Linked DNA regions of Pan troglodytes: region 1 is linked to region 2. A link is a contact called in public Hi-C data. All regions are on one chromosome and are shown on one strand. The core of a region is the stretch at or near the end of the contact, and the rest is flanking DNA. Distances in the headings are between cores, read along the strand shown. Region 1 has its middle 19 kb from the start of ZFP36L1. Region 2 overlaps RAD51B (RAD51 paralog B).

Region 1 (6,661 bases), core at 180-2,679, 450 kb before region 2:
ATCAAGCTGGCATTGATACAAAGTAAGAATCATTAGAACACTAGAATTCCTGGCTGCCATTTGTCAGCCTGGCCCACCTGCAATGAGTGACCCCAGGGACGTTTGGGTGGGGTGGGGGTGCACACAGCAGGCTGGAGCTGAGACTGGGGCGGGGAGGGTGTACTCCACCTACCTGCCCTCCAGGGTGCTTGGCGCCTCCTAGGGCAGGCTGGCCTCTTTGTGCCATGCCCCACAGAGCATTGCAGTGATCCTAGTGCAGAGCACATAGTAGGTGCTTAAAAATGCTCATTGGAGAAACAGCTGGATCCTGGACTGCAGGAGGGAGGAGATGGCACACTGAGGGCATTGATGGGTAGATGGTAACATCATGTCTATTCATCATTACTCAGCAGACCTGGTTCCATCAGATGTGACTGCCCTTCAGGCCTTACAGAAGGGACCTACATAAATCTGCTCAGGCAAAGAGAAGTTTGTGGGCTGTGGGCACCTGGCTGGGGTTCCTCAAGGTGGAGCATTCTTCTTGGCACTGACGGGGGTAGCTAAGATCTGAGCATGCAGGCAGGCCCTCTTCTCCCCTGGATGCTGCCCTTCTGAGGAGGCAGCTCTGTGGGTACCAGAGGCATGGGCCTAGGAGGCTGTGACCCCCTGCCTGGCCCCCTACCAGTCTCTGCTTCTACAGCCAGGGTCTGCATCTTACCTGCTCGGCCTGCCAGTTCCAGTCCCCTCCCCATTCCCCTCAGGACCTCATCCCTCCTCCTGGCCTCAGCTTAAGGGTTTCCTCAGAGAGGTCTTCCTCAAGAACCTTCCCATCCCAAATCTAAATTAGTGCCCCATTTATATATGTTCTCTGAGCACCTGATTCTTTTCCTTCATAGGAATTTGAAAGTCTTTTCAAATGGAATCTTATATTTCTTTCTAGGTGATTTGTTGAAACAAGTCTGTCTCCTCCGTTAGACTAAGCTCCGCGAGGGGTGAGAAAGTTGTTCCGTCCACTCGTCCTCCGGGGCTAGCAGGACATATTCTGTATTAAATGAGTAGATGACAGAAACCCCGTGAGAGAAAGAGTGAGCCGAGCCAGTGGTTCTCTAAGTGTGGCTCCAGGACCAGCGGACCAGCAGCTCAGCATCGCCTGAGGACTTGTTAGAAATGCAAATTCTCTGACTTGGTTGGGGGACCCAGCAATCCGGGTTTGAAAGAACTGTCCAAGGGGGGATTCCGGTGCACACTAAAGTTTGAGAACCACCGAAGGCGGCAAATCCCCTGCTGTTGGGTGAGTGTGCACTGTGGCAGCTTTGGTGACCTGTAAGAGGAACCATGGATGGCAAACCCCACCTTCAAATGTAGCAAAGAGCAGAGAGAGGGTGGACACGTCACCCAGACCCCCAAAAGGGGCCCAGACGTGTTGTTCGGCGAGCTGGCCACTGGAGGGCAGTGTGGCCACGTCCATCGTGCTGCCTCCGAGGGCTTCCGGGGGAGAGCGGCCGCGGGAGGACGGGAACCAAGCCGTAGCGAGAACCTCGCCCCACGCCGCAGCCTCCTGCAGCAGCGTCGGCTCGCCGGCCCCTTGCGTTCCGAGCCGCCCAGGGAGCTCAGCCGCCGCAGCCCCGGCCCCTGTGTCTCCCCTCGCGGGCCGGGCCTGGTGTGCGCGTCTGGATGGCCTCGGGCCTGGAAGGTTTGCGAGGCCCCGGGAGCCGCAGACCGCGCCGGGGAGGAGATCCCGGCAGGCCGGCCGGGGCAGAGCGCCAAGGAGGGCGGCGGAACCTTGGCTGTTTCCCGGGAGGCCAAGGGCAGCCTTCCCGCGTGATCCGCGCGCTGCCGATCGCGTCGGCCATCTTGGCGGCCTCGCCCGGGCCCCGCGCCCTGCCCGGCTTGGTTCTCGCTCGCGGCTGAGCAGACGCCGGGGTGGCGACGGGAGAGCCCGACCGCGAAGCTCGGCCGCAGGAGTGCGTGGGCGTCGCAGAAGTCCAGGAGAGCCCTGGACCTTGGTAGCTTCCCGGGGGTGCTGGGAAACGCCACCCCAGTAGCCGCCGGGAAGGCAGGCCTGAGCCTCCGAGCCTCAAGTGAATTGGATGGCGCCAGTCGCCCTTCTTCTTTTTGCCCCTATTCAAAGAGCGGAAAGTCAGAGGGCGTTAAAGTAGGTCACAGCGGTCAGCAGGTTTTTGTGGGGCAGGCAAGTGGCAGGGTCCAAGGCCAGGCGTAGTATCTGGTTGCCTAAGATGCTTGGGCAACTCCTTCACCGGGCACACCAATCTCCGAGCCAGAGGTCAGGGACTGGCCCCGCGGAGCTGGCTCCAGGCGGCCGATGCATTCCAGTCCCTGACCACCATGGGAACTTGAGATGCCATTCTGAGGAGCCCCAGGCCCCACCACGCCTGTTGCCTCTGTCTAGCGTAGTTCACACATGGATGCTGTCTCTCTGGCACTTGGGTGTTTCTCAGGTTCCAGAACATCCGTTCATCTTACCAGTCCTTCAAGGTTCAGCTTAAAGATCAGCTCCACCAGGAAGCCTTCCTGGATTTCCCCTCTTAGTTTCCAACAGAATCCATCTCTTCCCTTCTCTGCCCACCTTGAGTAGCAGTAGCTTCAGCTGTAGACTCTCCTGTTTTTTCGTTACAGTCTTTGTTGCTGCATCCTCTCTCACTGAATTGTTGAATTGTGAGACCCTGTGAGGGTCGGCACCCTGTGATGCTGGCCAGGAAAGGGTTGTTGCAAGGGGATCATGGGATTGTTGAATGGGTTTTGATCTGGATTTTGATGTTGGAAATCAAGTTCCCGAATGTTTTCAACCTTGGGTAAAGGAACATGTAATGGTGTTTTTTAAGGCTGTCATGGAATCCTTTTGTGTGTTTAATTGCTTTGTTATTTTAGTAGAAATGTCAGGGTGTCAGAGGAACAAAAGCCATGGGTCTGAGCCCAAGCAAGAAGACAAACCACTGAGCCCGTGCTGGGTGCTTCCTCTGCGTGGCCTCAGGGTCAGGGCCTGTCAGATGGAATGGCAGGCTGCGGGTCCAGCCCCAAGGTCCAACCAAGAAGCTCCTGGGGCCTTGGCCGGGCTTGAGGCTGTGATTTCAGACTCCTCGCTGGTCTAGGTCGGTATTTCAGAGGAGGCAAAAGAGAAAGTGCCTTCACAGCCTTGGAGAAGACTGGGAGCTAAAGGAGACATCCTTGCTTTTTCCTTTTAAAATAATAAGCCAAACGTTCTCCCATGAAGGACTCCAGAAAACCCCGTTCATGCCTCACCCACAGATGATTTGCTGAATGCTCATTAAGGGGAAAACAAAGAGGTGGTTTTGTTTATTTATTTAAAAGGAAAAATAAATGAGCTGTGACAAAACAATTTGAAACCAGGCCCCTCTGAGACCTGGGCTTTCACTTCCTTGATGGGAAGTAAAACAGAGAATCGAATCCCCCTCCAAATAAAAGTGAAGTTAATAATCAGACAGCTCGAGCCCTGGCCACATCCTGTCAGCCCCCTCCCTCCCTAGGCTCTCTGTTTATAGCTGCCGAGTGCTTTCCCTCCAGAGCCCAAGCCGGCTTAACCCTTTCCTCCCCATCCAGGGAAGCCCAACCCTGCTCTTGAGACTGGAGGTGGGCTCCTCACACCCACTGGTGCTGGCCTAACCTCAGCAAGCGGTGGCTCTCCCCAGGCCTGCCGGCATGGGCCTGTGTCCCCCACAGGGCAGCCAGCTTGGATTTGAGTGATATTCTCTGCTTGTCCTGCACAAAGCCTGAAAGTGTCACTTTTCCTCTCCATACCTCCAGGGGAAGACTAGGCCAACCCATTCCCATTCCAGACGCCATGCAGCTTCTATAGCCCGGTGGGCTCCAGAAAGCTGCATTCTGACAGAAAGAGGCACAAATCTTTGGGGTTTCTGGTCTGCACAGAGAGCAGCACTCTGTGCATGTCTCTGGGCTACTTTCTGTGAAAACTTTCCACTTCCTTCAAATGCCTTCCATTGTAGTAGCATGTTGATTTCTTCCAGAACCCCATGGGGTCAATAGTAGCACATCCCACTGGGCAGAGGAGGGCCCCTTGCTAAATTAATTTTGAGTTCTCTACTGTTCTAGGCAACGACTCTGCCCTATAGGGCCATAGTTATCCTCATTTTACAGAGGAGGACACAGGGGTTAAGTACTTTGCCCAATGTTACAGAGCTAATACATAGCAGAGCTAGGATTTGAACCCAGGCATTCTGGCCCCGGTGTGCCCTTAGCCTTTGCACTCAAGGTTTAGCAGCCAGAGATTGCTCTCTTCTCTGGAGCCAGGGGGCTTTCAGAAGCTCAGGATAATCTTATGACTGCATTGTGAAGGTCTCAAAGCCCAAGGACCTTTCGAGAACATTCTTGAGTTTTGTCTTGGGCTCTCTGGCCTCCTTTCTTGTTTCCTCTTATGGGAGAAGAGGGAGCAGGTGGAGCCAGTGCAGGGCTCCATCCTTTCTCCTCCAGAATCAGCAGGGTCAAGATGTGGCTGGATGTGAATCCTCCATCCCTTCATCTGGCTGGCAGACTTAGAGCAAGAACCCAAAGACTTGGTGTGGCCACTCTGACGGTGGTCTGGATGACCTTCTGCTTAGGTTCCCTTGTCTCCTCCAGTCTTGTCACCCAAAGTCCCAAATACCCTCTTCTGGCTGAAGCTTGTCAGCAGGAGGCCACCCACACAGTAGCCTGGAGCGTGAACTGGCTGTGCAGGCCACCTGCCTCTCCTGGGAGTCCTGCGTGCCATGGCTCCTTGATTTCTTCTTAGAACTGTATCTCTTGCCTGGCCACTTTTGCACAGCCATTTGGCAGGGCCTTTGCACCAGTGAAGGTACATTGTGGTGTATAGAGGCCTTCAGGGACCACTTGCCTGAGACTCAGCTCCTTTTTGGGAGATGTTGCCAAGCCCAGGGTCTGCTGTTTGTCTAGAGGACCCTGAACCCCATCTTTGGGAAGGGTTGGTCTGCTGCAGGTCTGCTGCAGGTCTGCTTTCTGGGGGTGCATTTTGACATTCAAAGCCATGGACCAGAGTGGGCAGTGCCTTACTCTTCGTTTTCCAAGTAATTCTTCAACTAGAGAGAGCTGTGGTGGCTCTATCCCAACTGCCCTGTTCTTTCCAGAGCCTGGGCAGCTCCTCTGGCTGGGGGGCGCTGAGCACAGCCATGGCTTCTGTGACACTTGAAGGGGCTGACACCCAGCAAGGTACCTGGCCCAAAGGGGTTTCAGAGGATGTGTGCCTTGATTTTTATTTAATTTAAATGTTTAAGAAAAGCATTCAAATTCAGAGTGTTCACGATGGGGTGGCTCTACTGTGGTCCTCTCAGAGGCTTAACGGCCACAAAAAAGCCACATATTAGACCCACCCTGTTACAGTTCTTACTGTGCTAGGCACTCGACACACTGATCTCATTCACCCTCATGCCCTGGGAAATGGGGGATATGTAAGTATCCCCATTTTCCTGTTGTGAAAAGTAAGGTTAGAAAGGTTGAGTAGCTTGCCTACCCTGCTATGATGGCTTTCTGCTGAGGAAATAAAAAAAAAGTTCATTGTGCTTTAAAAATACATTGAAACCAATTTTATAGTAATTTTTACTGAGCTTAAAAGCAGTGTCAAAATGGACATCAGTCCTTCTGCCTGTACTCTTCCAGCCCAAGAGGCCCAGAGGGGCAGGACCCCCCTCTTGGTCCCCACATAAGTGTGGGGAGGGCTGTGTAGGTTGCTTTTCTGACCTCGGGTGGGGGTGTCCATCTGTTCTCCAGCCCTCCCTGACAGGTTTTTCCATAGCTTCATTGCTTGTCCAAGAACACGTCTGTAGGAAGTAAATACTGTATTGCAAGAGCTAGTAAGACAAGAATCATTGAGTTAAAACATTTTTAGTTTTTCTGAACTTAAAACATTTTATTATGGAAAATTTCAAATATATGCAGAAGGAGACAGAGTGATATGATGAACCCCATGTACCCACCCAGTCTCAGCATCACCAACTCATGGCCAAACCTGTTCATCAGTGCCACCATCCACCGCCCTACCTCCTGTACAATTCTGAAGTATATCCTGTATATCACATCATATCATTTCATCTGTCAATAGTTCTTCCGGGCCGGGTGTGGTGGCTCATGCTTGTAATCCCAGCACTTTGGGAGGCCGAGGTGGGCGGATCAGTTGAGGTCAGGAGTTTGAGACCAGCCTGGCCAATATGGTGAAACCTTGTCTCTACTAAAAATACAAAAATTAGCCGGGCGTGGTGGAGTGTGCCTGTAGTCCCAGCTATTTGGGAGGCAGGTGAATCGTTTTAACCCAGGAGATGGAGGTTACAGTGAGCCGAGATTGTGCCACTGCACTCCAGCCTGGGCAACAGAGCAAGACTCTGTCTCAAAAAAAAAAAAAAAGTTCATTCTTTATCCCCAAAGAATAGATTCTTGTCAAACTTAGCCACATTATCATTATTCCACCTAAAAATTAATAATACCCCCTAAACATTACCAAGATTCAACTGGTGTTCAGATTTCCCAAAACACTTTCAAATTCTTTGCTTTTCCACTTACTGAAAGAAAAAAAAAATCAGCCTCCAAATAAAAATTTCTCAGCATCTGGTCATCTCCTTACAATCCAGCTCACAAAAGGACAGACTTCTGAATCTGGGCAGAAACACCCAGTTATTAAGTCTCTGAGGTGATGATCACG
Region 2 (6,582 bases), core at 3,478-5,977:
TGCTGAGCAATTCCATTACAGCAGTCCAAGCGGCCACTATAGACCTTCTGGAGTTGAATGGAAGATGAAATCAATTTGCCTTCTCTAGCTAGAAGCACCCAGGCATTATAGGAAAACCTGTGCAAAAAGAATGAAACATATTTACTTCATAGGAAGAAAAACATAGTCAATAACTAAACTAAAACAATTACAAGAGAATTCAAATATTCTGCCTTTACTCTGGCAGGTGAACATTAGCTTGAAGACTTAGCTATGACCGGCGGGAGAATGGAGGATGAAGGGGACTTGGGCCTTAGCATGCACTGGCTGTGGGATTCTGAGGAATTAACTTGTTCGAGGCTGTGTGCTCATTTGTGAAAATGTAGGTAAAACACCTGCCTCACAGGGTTTCTGTTAATATAAAAATCAAAGGAGAAAAATGAAAATATGTACATGACTAAAGTTAATTCCTTTCCCAATTAGGTTTCTGGTGCTTTAGTTCTTAGAAGCACCTCTACCTAGCTTTAGCAATATTTCCCTAGTAATAAAACATCACCTGTAAACTGATTCAGCAATACATAAACAGCAGAATTCTGCTAATTCTTTTTGGCAACCAGACAGGCCAAAAAGATAGCTATTAAGATAAGAATCAATTCTAAAATGTTCCCTATGGGCTCTCTTTTCTATGTGATTGTCAGAGGTCTCAGGATGTCCACAGCCATAAAAATAGTTGTCAAAACATTTTTTTCAGAAGCTTTCTCTTGTTTCCCTTTTTCTACCACAGCTGTGACACCAGCACTTTGTGTCTATCACTAATAATCCCACTTCCTCAGGACCCAACAGAACTGTTTCTTGATCCTTCTCCTTTAAAAGACAAATAACAGTGTTAGCCTACCTCTTTTATCTGGGTCGATTAATCACCAGGCCAGCTTTTCCGGTAACTATTTCAAGTGTTGTATCCTCCGCCTGGAATACTCTTCTTTATTTTCCTGTGCTGTCGACTCATCTCTCGTTATCTCCTCTAGTCTCCTCTGGATTTTCCCCACTCCTAAGAAGTAATGGCTCCCTTCCCACATGTTCCTTCAATCCTCATGAACCTGCCTTTCAAATGTCTGTCAGCCTTGCTCTACTTTATACTTTTTTATATCCTCAAGTCCGATATATAGTAGGCATTGAATAAATACTGAGTGAACAAATTAATTAATATAAATGAATTTTAAAATTCTCAGCTTTTCCAATGGTCCCTTACAACTCACACATAAATACGTAAGTCTGTCTCAAGTCTTGGAATCCTCACACTCAATGATACATGTAATTTAGTCTAGATCATAAAATTATGACTAAGGAAGGGAATATCAAGTACAGTTTGAAAACATATCACTGTCATCATCTTTCAGTCCCAAAATGGTATATTTCATGAACAGTTGTATTAAGTGGCCATTTTGAAGAGGCTTTCGGGTTGCCTGCCTGTCAGACTGGACCATGTACAATTACAAGGATTCCACAGTAGTCTGTAGTCCCTTCCTGCATTTTATAAACAGCACTTCAAAATGCTCTGAAAAAAATCTGTTATGTCCTAAAGCTCCTGAGAGTGAAATGTTACAGTTGGAAGCCGCCTGAAGCTCACTTATACACTGAAGTTATTAATCCCCTTCTTATATGTTTGATATAAGCCCTAGGGCACTTGGGAGGGTGATCCAATTACCCAATTCAGAGAATTGCCCTTTTCTTTCAACCAAGTTCAGAGCTCTGAATTTTTGTTCCACCAATGACTTTTTGTTTCAGTCAAACAAGGTCACGGAAGAGGCCAATATCTGCCAAGGCCAACAGGGGTTTCATTTACATGCCCACTAATGCGAGCAACATAAGAACCTCTTGAGAGCATTAAACTAGGGTGTGGGACAACAAGCCTGTTATTTATTTACCAGTTCCCAAAGCCACCCCTGCCAGTTTCTTGCTATTCAACATTTTTGGTTACCATTTTGGATTTAACGGAACTTTCTTCTGTGCATCTGGAAGATGTGGTGGGATTTGTCAATAGGCAAGAAACCCCTGGGGAAATGTTCAGATGAGCCTTCAAGGCTGCTTTAGTCCAGGGACACGAGGCAGACTAAGCATAGTCTGTACTTCCTTAAGTCAAACATTTCCAAAGTTTGCTTATTTATGACCATAGGGGGTTCTTTTGCCATCCATCATCTTGTCTCAGACCTTTATTAGTTATTTTTGTTGTTGTTGTTTCCTTTACAATGAATACTAAATAGGTCTAGTCTTGCTTTAGCTACGACTGGTACACTTTTGTCATGGTCAGAGAGAGGATGATTTGGCCAATGTCTTATCACCGTCACAGACATAGGCTATTTGTCTACGGTATGTTTGTTACTTGAAGCTGATGAACAGTACTTTAGTTGAGAATAAGCATTAACAGATGGTCCAGAGAAATAAGGCAACATGTTAATTTATTTCTCCAAAATTCCAGTACTCCCACTTCAGGATTTGTGAAAAATTAAAATTACACTAAAGTTGTTAAGAGAAGAGTTAATCTTAGGAATGTTTATTAAAGTCAAGAATAACTAGTTATCAAAAAAAGTATTTTTAATTTATCAAAAAGCGACACTAGTCTTTGAATTGCTCTGTGTTTGCAATAATCAACAGAAACATCTGGAAAACTCACCTTCCTGCCTAAATATTTCACAAATATATTCAGATTATCACTAAAAAAAAGTCAGGAAATGAAAAAGTAAGTGAAAAAATATTATATTTCTTCTAGTGGCCCAATCATAAAGCCAACTGTTTTTGAGTCTGATATGTGAAAGACATAACAAAATTTGTAAACAGTGGAAGATATGATTTATAAAAAGTAAAAAAAGAAAAGACAGGTTAAAAATATAATTTAGACTGCCATACAGTTTATACAGATGAATTTTTCTGATACATACTGCTCACATGAGAGAATGAAAATGTCTTGATTGCCTTAAAAAATTTGTTTTTTAGAACATGGAGAAAGAACTTGTAGATCACACTGGTAAGTTAATAATCTGAAACTACAAGATCTAGGTTTTAATCTCAAGCTTTGAAATTAATTCCTCATGTGGTTTTGGAAAAGACTTTAATCTGCCTCATCTCAGTTTCTCCAGATGAAATATCTAGATTGTATGATACACCATGATTCATCAAATAGGAAGCCTTTACAGATAATAATGTGTACGCATGTAAGCTCTGAGGTGGGACTGCCTTCAGCAGCTTGAAGACTTTAAAACACAGGACAGAGCAGTAAGACAAACAGGACAGTTTTTTGTCTTCCAGTGGTGTTACCAGGGTGTGGGTAGAGATCACTTCACATCTTTCCTCACCGGACAGCCGAATCAGACACAGAACCTGCCTCCTCTTTATTCTACTTACAGGCCTTTTTCTTTCTGCACATGCCCCTGAAGCTCTGGCATTAAAGCTGATGATCTATTCCGAGGTGGCCCATAAAGTACGTCTCCCTCAGCCTCCACTGTCACTTTGTTGTGAATCCCAGCCCTAGCCACCCAGTGCCCTGTGCTTTCCTCAGACCCAGGATAGGATGAGAAATGTGTAGGAGCACTACATTCCTGCCACGCTAACCTTCACTCCCTCACCAAAGCTAAGGGCAGTCAGAAGCCAGCACCCAGACATGGGCGTCTCTCTGCCCCTAACACCTGCCAATTCCTGCCCTAAAACTATTGAAAGAATGCTGAGGTCCAGGGAGCTTGAGCGGGAAAAGGGTAACTGGCAGAAGGGAAAACACAATCCTGGTCTCAAAGCAGCAATAAAAATAAAATTAAACCCTCACACACACACATAAGATTCTTTATGTCTTCAATTGAAGTTGCCAGAGTACTTCACACTGGAACTACGTGCAAGAGGATTTTCTGAAAAAACAAACCACACACACAACAGACCTTACTGCTCCCTTGAAGGGGCTTATTTAAGGCAAAACAAGGCCTCCCATCATTCCTGTGAGAGATCATTGTCCCCCTTGTTGCCACAGCGCCCTGTGAGGCTGTGGGAAACAAATGACCTCAGAGGCACTGCAGTATGTGTCACTGCAAAAGAAAAGAGAGTGGAAGGGGCTGGGGGAGGGGGCTGCTGGCGAGCGGAGCCCTCCACCGCGCGCGGCGGTCCTCCAATGATATCCCTCCAGGCACAGCGGGAAGGAGGCTTGCCGGCCCCAGGAGTCTCCCTCCAGCCTGTAACGGGATTAGGCTCCCGCTCCCTAGAAGCAAAGCGTCTTTCTAGATATCCTGCTGCTCGCCCTGGTCAATCTGTCCTCTAAATTGGCCCTCCCCACAAAGTGCCCGCTGACTGCTAGTGTCTCCCTCTGTTTCACGGGTGTCTTGAGTGGAGACAGGGCTCCCCTGAGGCCCGCGATGAGGAGTGGGCGCAGAGGGAGGGAGGGAGAAGAGGGTAGTCAGGGATCAGAGGGGTGGCTGGGGAAGGGGACACACACACTGGGGCAATCGGAGAGCAGGGAGGATGGAGGCGGAAGGAGAGAGGGTTAGGATGAGCGGATTGGGAAGGAATATGGCGAAGCAAAGCTGAGCTCAGCAGCAGACACTTCCTTCGCCACACACTCCCCGCACTGGAGAAGGAAGCCCGTGGAGGCCTCGCTCTCACTGGGGCGCGTGTGGGCAAACAAGCCTGCAGTCCAGCCAGAAGCGGCCTTCCCACCACACAACTTCCTCCTGTGGACGCTAACACTGACCGATGTGGCCCCTTCTCTGCAATCTCTGTGCAATGGAGCGGCTGATACGACTTCCAGCCTACACGGGAGCACACAGAAGCACAGTGGTTGAGGGTAGACTCTGAGTCTCACTAAGTGGGCAATTCCACCTTCACTGCACCCACACACGCGTGCGCACACACACTCCCACTCCCCGCCGGGAGAAAGACTGTGTTGCAGCATCGCATGTATGCATTTTACCTTCACAGATGATACGGGCCCAACCCTCCTCCTTGAGCCACAGAGCTATGTTAACCACAAGGTGGCAAACAAAAACGGGGAAGGAGGACAGAGAGTGGGCGCCGCCGCAGGAGAGCCCTGCACACTCCAATGAGGAGGCCCCTGCACACTCCAATGAGGAGGCCCCCTTCACTCAGAGCCTGCACACCTGGAGATGAGCCTGTCTCCATACTGGGGGACATTAAGAATACACAAAAACACTGAAAATAAAACATGATATATTAACAGATATATCATACAGTTTATCTGTAAAATTCCTTTTATATATGCATATATTTTCTATGGAAATGGGTATGCATCACTTTATTGTTTAATCACCTATGTTAATTAACCAAACCATTACTTTATGCACAGTACAAATTTCTGAAAATACCAGAGTTTCAAAATTCTGTTTATCGATAGAATTTGTTTTGGCTTCTATAAAACAAGGAGACATGGTACTTTGCAGTCTCAGGGGTAAGCAAAGTGGTATGAAAAACTATCTTGTACCCAAAATCTTTCCTCATGAAAGTCTCAACTGTGGCAATGTAGGTTTTTTTGCACCAAGTTTGCAATTGGGAAGTACTGCGATTTGAAAGTAGCTGGGTTCAGTGCACAAAGGCTCCGCCTATTTTCAGTTGTTTACCAGGAACACAAATGTCTCTAGGTTGCCCTCTCTCCTCCCAGTGGTGCCCAGGACTGTGCAAGAACCCCAGAGGCATTTGCCTTTCACAAACACACTCATTCAAACTAGAGATAAAAGTGAGAAGGAGCTAACAACATTTCTGTTCTGTTTCTTTCTTTTTTTTTTTTTTTTTGAGACAGAATCTCACTCTGTCACCCAGGCTGGAGTGCAGCGGCGCAATCTCAGCTCACTGCAACCTCCGCCTCCTGGGTTCAAGCAATTCTCTTGCCTCATCCTCCTGAGTAGCTGGGACTACAGGCGCCCACCACCATGCCCGGCTAATTTTTTGTATTTTTAGTAGAGACGGGGTTTCACCCTGTTAGCCAGGATGGTCTCGATCTCCTGATCTCGTGATCCGCCCACCTTGGCCTCCCAAAGTGTTGGGATTACAGGCGTGAGCCACCGCGCCCGGCCTCTGTTATGTTTCTTTCAGGTCTGGTGCTTACTCTTTTTCAGAGCAGTGATGGTTATGAAAGAACGTAGGTTCTAGAACCAGAAACTTGATCCCAAGCTCCCCAACTTCACCTCTCTGTCCTCACCTTCTTATCTGTAAAATGGGGCTAACACTTACATCATCAGATTGCTATGAAAATTAGTTAATAATGAATTAATATATGAAAAATCCTTACAAAAATGCCTTGGTGCATAGTAATAAATATTAGTTGCTGTAATAATTAACATATTTTTCTTGGCTTACTCTCTTTTAGGAATTTTAGTACCCCAGTCAAGGATTAACAAAAATAATGACAAGAGCTAACATTTATATTTTTTTGAGAGCTCACCATGTGTTAGGCACTAGAGGTCCTTTATATGTATTATATGTATTTAATTCTCACAACAATCCCATGAGGGAAGTTTGTAGGTATCTTCTTATAACCTTTAATAGATGCACTGCATTAGTTTGAACTATATGCTATGGCCGATATTCAGCCACCTTAGATCTACAGAAGCAGTG

The links. A called contact is a pair of places that touch in the nucleus more often than the background predicts.
Region 1: a contact with region 2 is called in a Hi-C map of stem cell-derived neural progenitor cells, with 3 times the contacts expected there. The contact joins two enhancer-like sites. A contact is called at or near these places in 2 of 7 Hi-C or Micro-C datasets (induced pluripotent stem cells and stem cell-derived neural progenitor cells).

The regions. Positions count from the first base shown.
Region 1 is chr15:66,793,014-66,799,674 of NHGRI_mPanTro3-v2.0_pri, reverse strand. No RefSeq gene overlaps it. Among named protein-coding and RNA genes, the nearest start is that of ZFP36L1, 19 kb to the right of the region's middle. Within about 2 kb of position 1,429, at least 16 of the 24 cell types and tissues checked have an H3K27ac peak or open chromatin away from gene starts, as enhancers often do. A contact at or near this core is called in induced pluripotent stem cells and stem cell-derived neural progenitor cells, where this site is marked.
Region 2 is chr15:66,346,271-66,352,852 of NHGRI_mPanTro3-v2.0_pri, reverse strand. The region is part of intron 8 of RAD51B (RAD51 paralog B); the gene reads right to left. Among named protein-coding and RNA genes, the nearest start is that of ZFP36L1, 430 kb to the left of the region's middle. Within about 2 kb of position 4,727, at least 18 of the 24 cell types and tissues checked have an H3K27ac peak or open chromatin away from gene starts, as enhancers often do. A contact at or near this core is called in induced pluripotent stem cells and stem cell-derived neural progenitor cells, where this site is marked.